Linked DNA regions of Gossypium raimondii: region 1 is linked to region 2. A link is a contact called in public Hi-C data. All regions are on one chromosome and are shown on one strand. Each heading gives the region's core, a stretch centred on a gene start, on an enhancer-like site or on the middle of the called end of the contact. The rest is flanking DNA. Distances are from core to core; before and after follow the strand shown.

The links. Hi-C and Micro-C count contacts between places; a contact is called where the count stands out from the background.
Region 1: a Hi-C map of leaf shows a contact between it and region 2, with 3 times the contacts expected there. The contact joins the promoter of LOC105792096 here to the promoter of LOC105792089 in region 2. A contact is called at or near these places in 2 of 2 Hi-C or Micro-C datasets (both in leaf).

Annotation. Positions count from the first base shown.
Region 1 is chr8:52,978,050-52,982,812 of ASM2569854v1, reverse strand. It overlaps LOC105792096 (GRAS family protein RAM1), which reads right to left and starts at 3,018. Exons shown (of 1, transcript XM_012620497.2): 1 at 1-3,018. The coding sequence starts at 2,385. The coding sequence ends at 211.
Region 2 is chr8:52,630,658-52,635,298 of ASM2569854v1, reverse strand. LOC105792089 (NADH dehydrogenase [ubiquinone] 1 beta subcomplex subunit 8, mitochondrial) reads right to left here and starts at 3,386. Exons shown (of 4, transcript XM_012620488.2): 1 at 3,163-3,386; 2 at 2,975-3,061; 3 at 2,753-2,848; 4 at 1,097-1,367. The coding sequence starts at 3,300. The coding sequence ends at 1,311.

The DNA.
Region 1 (4,763 bases), core at 1,769-4,268, 350 kb before region 2:
ACCTTAACCAGAACAAAATACAGATTCTCACTAAAAGAACACCAGAATGCATAGCAACAAGATCAGTGTGTCTAAAACATACTAGACTGTCAACAAGCAGAGGATATTCACAAGCAATCAGTCATAAAAGCTTGGTACTTGAGGATAGAGTTGATAGAGAGTGAGTTGCTACAACAACAAACCTCCGCTGCCTGTTCAATGCTCTGCTCTTCAGCACCTCCAAGCTGAAGCTGAGATAAGTTCCCTCTGCTGCCAGCAAAGCACAAGTGAAGGCTGACGCTTCTCCACATGAAACCCTCTTACTTGAGCTCTCTTTACAACACAATCTGCCTGAGTTTTGGTGAAGTTGCTGAATGTTACAGGGGTGAACCCAGACGAGCATAGAAGTGTCTTCCAAAGAGGCATATTCTCAGGTGCTCGCAGTCGCCCCAACACAGTGCTTTCAATTCTTGGCACAATAAGGAACCTTTCAATCTTGTTTACAACATCAGAAGTCACATTACCAGCATCAAGTGATTCAAATATGTTTTTATATGACTGAAAAGCACAGGTTACAAGCTCTGGGAATGGCAGATCATTTCTATCCCACCCTCCGTCTAAAGACACCACAATTTTTGGGGAAAGCTGCTTCACAAAGCGCAGAAGATTGGGCAAAGCAGATGGCTGATTCGAAGAAGACCAAACTGGGAAATTCACAGCCACTGCCTCATTTTGGTTTGTTCGAAACAAGGGCAAAGAGTAAGGGGCTTGATCTAAAGAATCAAAGTTAAGCACCACAAGCTCAAAACTCAAACCAATCTCATTAGCAAATAGCATAAGACTTTCACGCATAAGCCCAAGCTCAATAGGATGGTGGGTCAAGGGTGAGGCAAAGGCAGTAATTCTCAATGAACGAACTCCTCTAATCCTCATGGGAAGCTCCTGCATAAAGGATGCCCACTGAGCACCACATCCAATATCGAAGTCCATAATGTGAATTCGTTCAGCATCATCAAGGGCTTCAAGCAGAGCCTGGTTGGAGGTAAAATTTACAAATTGGATAAACGGAGAGACTTCAGAGAAGACCTTGTAAGCTACCAGTTTGAAGATAACGTCAAAACTGGTGGGGCTTTTCGGAGGTGGGGGAGAGACTGAGTTATTCGTGATAAGTAATTGTAAAGCCTTCCTGATGTAGAAAGCAGCCCTTTGAAAGGGCTTACCAACTGGAGATAGTTGGTGATTGAGCCGCGCCAATATCCCACGCGCGTGTGCAAAATTCCCAGTCCCTACCAACTCTGCAGCCTTGTGAAGCAGCTCCAACACTTCCTCTTCTGCCACCATATGCTGTTGCAGCTGCTTTCTGGTAAACAACTCATGCCCGGCGAGTTTTGGGATCTGAGAAGAAAATTCCAAGTTACCCGCATTGAGACGCTTTGGCAAGGGCTCAAGGAGGTCCTGTTCTCGAGGTAATGGAAAGGAAAAGTTTGGATTTTGAGGACGCTGTTGATGCCGTTGCTGGCCCATCAAAATCTGAGGCTTCTCAAGGTCCTGCTGCTGCAGTTGATAAAGCGTAGGCAAAGTAACAGGAAGACCAATATTGTTAGCTGGAGAAGTAGACATTATATCTTGAATATTAATATCCAACCCAACAGTAGCACCAAGAACTTCGTGATTATTAACCCCCTCAACTGAAGAACAACTTGGCGTCGCTACACCAACCTTCCCATTCTCATTATTGTTGGGATTTGGCACAAACCCAGAATCAGGAAAACCACCCAAAATAGGAGCAGCGCTTGATAACACATTACCGGAAGTAGCAAGGCTACCAATTGGGTCAAACCCTGGACATGGGTCAACAACCCACGACCCTGCATTGCCTTCAAAATCATGACCCTGATTAGGACCAGTACTCCCACTCTGGAGCAGCTGTTTGATGCCAAAGGAATGGTCATCTGCGTCACCAGCAATCCAACGCAGAAGCGAGTGGTCTTGACTAGGTGAAACGGCTGATTCAGACAGCAGAGTCTCCCAATCTCCCAATCCGATGTTGCATCTTTGAGTACCTTCATGCTCTGGAACAAGGTCTATTTCACTCGGGATCTGCCGAAGCTCCGTGGCCCATTCTTCTTTGTCGTTAGGCGGTGCTATGGTGGCCTCCGTGTTGGTGGTGTTTTCGGTGGAATTACCTCCACCGGCTCCACCGTTGAAAGACGATGCGAGAGTGGATGCTGATGTGGGTGGGCTTTGGCTTCTTCTCATATGAAGAACAGAAGTTGGTTCTTGTTCGTTGTTGTAGTAGAAGCCGTTTGCAACACCTTCTTGTTGCTTTATCCACTTGTCTTGTTGACAAATCGAACCAAAACCCGGGAGTTCTACCGCCCCATTAACCTGTAATTGAAACTGCATATGTATTTTATAGAAACGAAAAGACAAAATAAGCTAGTTTGGAGGATCAGAGATTGAAGAAAAACGATTTCTTTTTCCTACAAAAGCAAGAGAAATAAATTAAATGTACGGCTTCCTTCAAGATTTATCAAACCCCCCCCCCCCTCCCCATCTTTCTTGGCATGCCATGAAATTTATCTCCCAACGCCCATTTCACCAAAACATATGGGTTTCACCCTATTCTTTCTCTTTTGTTTTAGCTACATCCTCCTCCTTATCCCCCATACTCAACCTTGCAACCGTTCCATTTTTTTGAGTTTTTAGTTTTTAGTTCCATCTCTCTCCTCTCTAAATACATTTGTTCAGTTTTTAGTTCTAAAAAGCTCCTCTCTCTGGGCTTGTTTACTATTTGCAGCTATGTAGTCTCAAATTTCTTTTTCCTTTTGTATTATTCTCTTCTAAGTTCTACCCTTGTGTCTTGCTTTCCACCATTACTCTCTCTCTCTCAATATATTCTTTTTCAAATTCTCTAAAAGATTTTTCATTTTTACTCTATGCATCTCTCTGAATATATTTTTCCATATTCTCTAAAATTTGTAGCCTTTCTACTCTATGCATCCATGAACAAACCTTCCCCTCTCTTCTTTATATATTCCTGGTTCAATGCGACCCCGACCCTACAGTATTGTCTTTGCCTTATATTAGAAGGCCTATATTACCCTTAAGTAAAAAAAATAAAAACATTACTACTTCCATGCTCAAAAGAAGGCCTATATTACGCTTAAGTAAAAAAATAAAACATTACTACTTCCATGCTCAAAAACAAGGGTAAGTGATGATTTACAAACTCCTCCATTTCTCGACCTTTCGGAACACTCTCCCATTGTAAAAGTTTACTCAGTTAACCATTTTTTTTACCAATAGTAAATACTGATGAAAAGAAATGAAATCGCCTGCTACTAGTGCCTGGCAGTGGCAGTGTGGCACAACTCTATGATGGACTTTTTACTCATGCTGCAACGTGGAGAGGTAAATTCAGGGGCGCCCAAATCAACGAAAAAGGTCAATAATTACTTTTTTCGCGTAAACAGTCTGTGACCCCTTTGCTGTAATAAGGAGAAAACATATGGGTGAATCAAGAGAAAACAAGTCCTTACTGTCCCAGAATTCACCCGCTCCTTTTTCTCTTGATATAGAAAGTATTTTCACTATTAAGCTTTCATTGATGGCTTGGATCACTCTTTGATAAAATTACCAAGTAAGCAGAGAATTGGTATTAGAGGAGTTCACATTGATAGTTTTTGTAGTTTTTTAGAAGGGAAGTTGAAAGTAGAGATTATTTGTTCTTTGGATGTGAATATATATGAAGAATGTATGAAAAAGTGTTCTTAGGGTAGGTTTGGATGTGTAATGGGGTCGGTGTGATCTGTTTAGTTTACTTTTTGTCTCACGCTATAGTACTGTTATAGTATCTAATCTCACACTATCATTATTTTTACACTAACCGCAGATAAACATACTGTCCATCCAAACCTACTATTAATCTAGGTCATATTCATAGAGAAAATATGATTTGGAGTCAAGAGGTTTAGTAGGTAGTTTTTCGTCTCAAGAGGAAATTTTTGCTTACTTTTATTTTAAAATTAGCATGAAATGCATTCATTTATCTCATATGGAGAAAGAGGGAATGAAGGCATTTTAAAAGGAGTCGGATTACAAAAATTTGAGGTTTTAAAGTCCATCAAGAAAGTTGTACAAATTAGGTTATAGAGGAAGTATATTAATACTATTGAAATTATAAATATTTTGATGTCACAACCGATTTTCATTAATGTCCGAAAATTAAGGAAGATTTGAGAGTTAACTGAAAGAGATAGTAAGTTTGGCGGACTCTGCTGGAAAATCTGAAAACTTTAGTGACTAAATGATAATTAGTTGGACCTTAATTCTAGTTTAGTTAAATTGGAATCAACTAATTTCTTAGTGAGAGACATAATGATTATCAATGGATGGTTATTAGGGGTTTTGGTGACTGTGTGGGAAGGATATATATATGTATGATGAGGATTATTCTGCAGGCTGAATTCTTTTCATCTCTGTTTTATTTTCTTCTCTTTTGTATCATCCTCCCTAGTTACTCCAAAGAAGGGAAAGTTGAGGAAAACTCTGGATGAGGCAGTTGTCACATCTCGAAATTGGGTATAGAAGTTTCAAGGGTAATTTTAGAATTAAAGCATGAAATGAGTTCGGAAATTCAGAATGTGGTAACCCGAAAATATCTTCGTCTATGGCTTTAGAAAATTTAAACTAATTTATAAAAATAGTGTGAAATAGGCTTTAAATTTTAAAAAGAGAACTATTTTATAAAATAGCTTAATTTAGGAGTAGCTTTAAAGAAA
Region 2 (4,641 bases), core at 2,137-4,636:
CATTGCTTCAGTGTTTTGTTTTTGTGTTTTCTTTTCAACATAAGTTGCTAAATTCATTTTTTTACAAATCAATATTAAAATTTGTTGAATATAAAATTTCTATTTGTGACAGATAATATGATTTGACATAAACTACGAATACAACTCATGTTGTGTGAATATGTAATCTAATCTAAGAAAACTTCATTTGTGTGTATTTTATTAGCTAGAATATGATCTCTCTAACTTTTAATGTTATTAATAAAATAAACATTTATTATAGGGTTATTTGTTAATAAATGAAATAATTTCAATGAACTACATCTTGATTATCAATAATGGGAGGAGAAATTGGTTGCCAAGCTCAAGTTGATAACAATAGCTAATTTATCGAATAATATTGAAATTTATTGGTCAAATCTATATATCAAAATTGAGACTTCACTAATTTTAAATCCCTTTTATTTTTATTACAAAATAAAATTATTCTAGATGTTTGTAAATTTGATCAAACTAATTGCTATATATAAATTTATATTTTCAATAAGAATTTTATTTTTATTTCCCATCAATGGCGTTGCGAGAATCAACGGCGAAAAGAAATTGAAGATTTTCGATATTTGCCGGTTGATTGCAAAGTTGTTATGTCCTATCAACACATGAATTTGTGTGAAATTGTTTCTAATTTCCAGCCAAGTTCAGTTTCACAGAGTTCCAATTTCAACGCCCTACTCTCTTTTTTGTTTGCCACACTTCCTTACTTGTCTATTTAACCTCTTTTTTTTTTTTTTTTGGGGGAGGGGTTCAAATTATGCTATTAGACCCTATACTTTGACCCAAATCTTAGAAACAGAGAACCCCCACTGCTCACCGAACGTTGCACTGCTTACCTATTTATAAACAGTTATAGGTGACATAACTTTATTGAGACTTGTCAACGTTGGAACTTAACTGCCTAGAAGCTCTGCTCAAATAAATTGTAAGTACAGCTTTAAGTCATTGTTTATCATTCATTCTTTAACATGGAATGGACAAACTGTTCTACACCACAATCTACTTTTTGTAACATTACAACCATATAGCATCATCTAATTACTGCAAAATTTAGCACCAACCCTTTGAAAATAAAAGGAGGCAACGCATCTTTTAATAAGATTTTATGAACCAAAACACATTGGGTTATTTGTTCAAATTTCAAAATGTTAGTTTCAGCAACAAGCCCACAGAATCCATTATTTAATTGTTTTTAAGTTACAAAAGTAAACCAATAAAGAACAGAGGACACAAGTGAAACGAACAATAGATGTATAGAACTTTGCATATGGATCTACCTACGGTTCTCCACCAAGCTCCACTCGCAGGTTGTCATATGGATATACTTTTGGTGCCTGCTTAACAGTAGGGAAAAGATATCAATCAGCATGAGAAGTATCAAACAACGTAAACCAGCAAGTAACATAACTTTAAGACTGTCACAAACTAAACTCTTGCAAGCAACAAAAAATTACACCAAATTAATGACATGTAGGTTACTTCTCTCTAGCTACTTTTTGGGCTGCTAATGACACACAACATGAAATGTTGATGGATGTACCATTAAAGAAAGGAATTCAAAGCCATACAAAATAAAAAGGATAAGGAATCTTCTAAAATAGACATCACTAAACCCAAAGCAAGCAGAAGACTTCCACTTACCTAGCAGAAACATCATTGTTTAAATAGCACGAGTAAACAGTGGTTTCCATTGATTTACCATAAAATATCTAATGTGAACTCTCAAGAACTTCAATTATACCTATCAAAAACAAAATAACTTTAATTATCTATGCAATTGACATGGCAGTGCTAGCGTATTGTCAAAAGATATACCCTAAAAAGGCTTCTTGCAAATCCCAAAATATATTGTCAAAGTTGCTAGCTGAGCATGAGACGGATTTCAAACTCCAGCAGGCAGAACAATGAGGCAGAAGGCCAAACTAGCCCCTAATAGAAGGGCTTTCCTCAACAATTCAACACATCTAACAGGGGAAATGCATTTCTGAAAACATTTCTGAGTTCATCAGAGAATAAAGCAGGGGAAAACCAAAGACAAGGGCTTTCTATCGTGAACCTTTGCAAAATTCATCCTCTCAACCATAATCATTGTTGAGAAAACAGGCTAGAGTCCTCTAGGATGAAATATCTTCCATCTTAAAGCAGCTAGTTCACATATCCCCCTATTCTGGGATTATGACTCACTCGAGCTTGAAGTTCAAAATTTCTCAGCATAAAACATGAGTGACATTATGGTACCATTTGATTCGATCACTATCCTACATTCCTATTTTCCCAATTTGAAACATATCCAAAACACCACTAAGCTACAAATATTAATATTACATGAATACGTTAAAAAAACTATAAGGTAGCATTTGGGGTCTTGGATTTCAAACTTTGGATTTGAATTTCGAGAATAGTGCAAATTGAGTGATAATACACATACAAATATATTGCTCATGATTATTTCTCAAATCCGTGGATTTGTTGGATGCCTAGTAGTGAATTTGAAATTCCCAAGGAATTTGACAAATTCATGATTTTTATACTTTCCAAAAACGCATTATATTGAAATTCATCTAATTTATTCATAATATATACAATTCATTCTCACAATTTATATAGCAAATGAAATCCAAATCCAAGATTTTCAATTTCATATTCCCAAATGCAGCATAAAGAAAATTGAATTGAACTAAGGCAAACTCAACTAATAAAGTCAGAGATTTGAACTCACGAATGGAATCTTGGAGGCCTTATCATTCCACCAAGCCAAAAAACCCAACGATGCAAAGAAGCTCAAGCCTCCACACATCCAAGCTAATGCCTCGTACTACTCCCAGAAAAATGAAACATAGGAACAAGAACAGAGAAAAAAAAAAGAGTCAGTTTCTTCAAATAATCCAAAATCCCACAACCATAAAACACAAGTGAACATTTAAATAGAGAACTTACTTACCTTTCCGACAGTATCAGCGATTCGATCAATACAAGGTTCTGGAAATGCAGTTCCATTGTCCCAAATTAGCTCGTCATTTACAGGAAGCTGAAAGGGTCCAGCAGGAGTAAAATTGTAAGGTTTTGGGTTAGTCTTTTTAATGATTATCACTGAATAGATCTGAAGAATTATGAAGTGATTGAGCTTACGGGCTTGTCGGGAACGATATGTTTGCCGACAGGGAGACCTATACCGGAACGAAGTCGAAAAGAAGAGGCGATGGAGCGCGATACGACGCCAGTTCCGCCCATTATACGCGACGCTACGTTGCTCAATCTTCCTGCCATTTCTTTTCTCCTCGGAACTTTCTGCAGAACCAAACTCTGGTTTCTGAATTAATATTTTGCTATGACTAATTCCAATGGGCCATTTGCCCGCCCATCTATATGGACCTATGGAAACCTTTTTAGTGTTAAACTTGTGATATTTTAATAGGTTTGATTTTCACCTTACATAAACTGTTTCTAAATATATTCTAGTTGTCCAAATTTATTTTGATTCAAATCCGAATGTATTCTACATATTACAAATTGAGGGAGGAAATACAGCAATAGAGTTTGAACCTTAGTCTTTTGACTGTCAACAAAAACTTTAAATATATTTTTTTCAAAAATTTGAAATTAAGCCTTTTTCGTCCCAAGGTCAATACCTAACCTCGCGCTTAGATCTTGCAAGCTTCTATTATCACCTAAAGTTTCCCTTTATCTTGAAATCACATACAAGAGTATTTAAATTCCTTCAACCCTGAACGGTTTAAAGAGTCCATAATCTCTTTAGGGTCCTTATATAACCCATCAGTGCCTAGCACGTCGATCCCTCAAAATGTTTATGGTTTCTTTATTTTTATTAACCTTGTAGTTATAGCTCCCTAAAAGGAGTTTGAGGAGTTCATGTGGCACATCCATGATTGCCCCTCGCATTTCATAAACTCGTCATCATAAGATGCCCCAAGTAGCAACGATCTTTTCCTCCAAAAAGTTCGAATGCCCCACTCAGGCTCCCTTTATGATCACCTTGGTACTTGACACACTGGTCCTTAAGGCCTTCGTAATCTTTCCCCCAATTTACTCAAAGGTTTCGACCCTCAAAAACCAATAGGAGTTAAGGAGTATACAAGCCACCTATAGAGTCCCATCGATACAAGAAAAAATGTGAGTGTAGGGATATGATGAGCAAATGCTTATATATTTTAAGTCTTAATTCCCTCACATTTGCATTGTTCTTAATTAGTTTTTAGTTAGTTTTGTATAAATAGGTCCATTTTACCATTAGTTATTGAAAAAAATTAGTTTTAAGTTGTTCTTAATGTTTTTTGTGTTCTTGAGTTAAAAAGCCTTTTCAAGGACTTCTTATAGGTGGAAAAAGCTGGAAAATGCAAAAAGTATGAATCTACCTGCAAATAATTCACTTTACATAAACACAAAAAGTATGAATATATTCTACTTTCCGTCAGTACTCGAGTTTCAAATTTGCGAGATTTATTAAATTAATTGGGCTTTTGGTCTTGTCTGCTCTAGCTTGAGATTTTGCCTTAGAAAAGGCTTGTAAATAGTAGAAGCATGTTGGATTCCTAAGGCTACCGTAAAACTTTTGATTACGTTTTCTTAGGTTGGAGAGTTTGGTTTAAT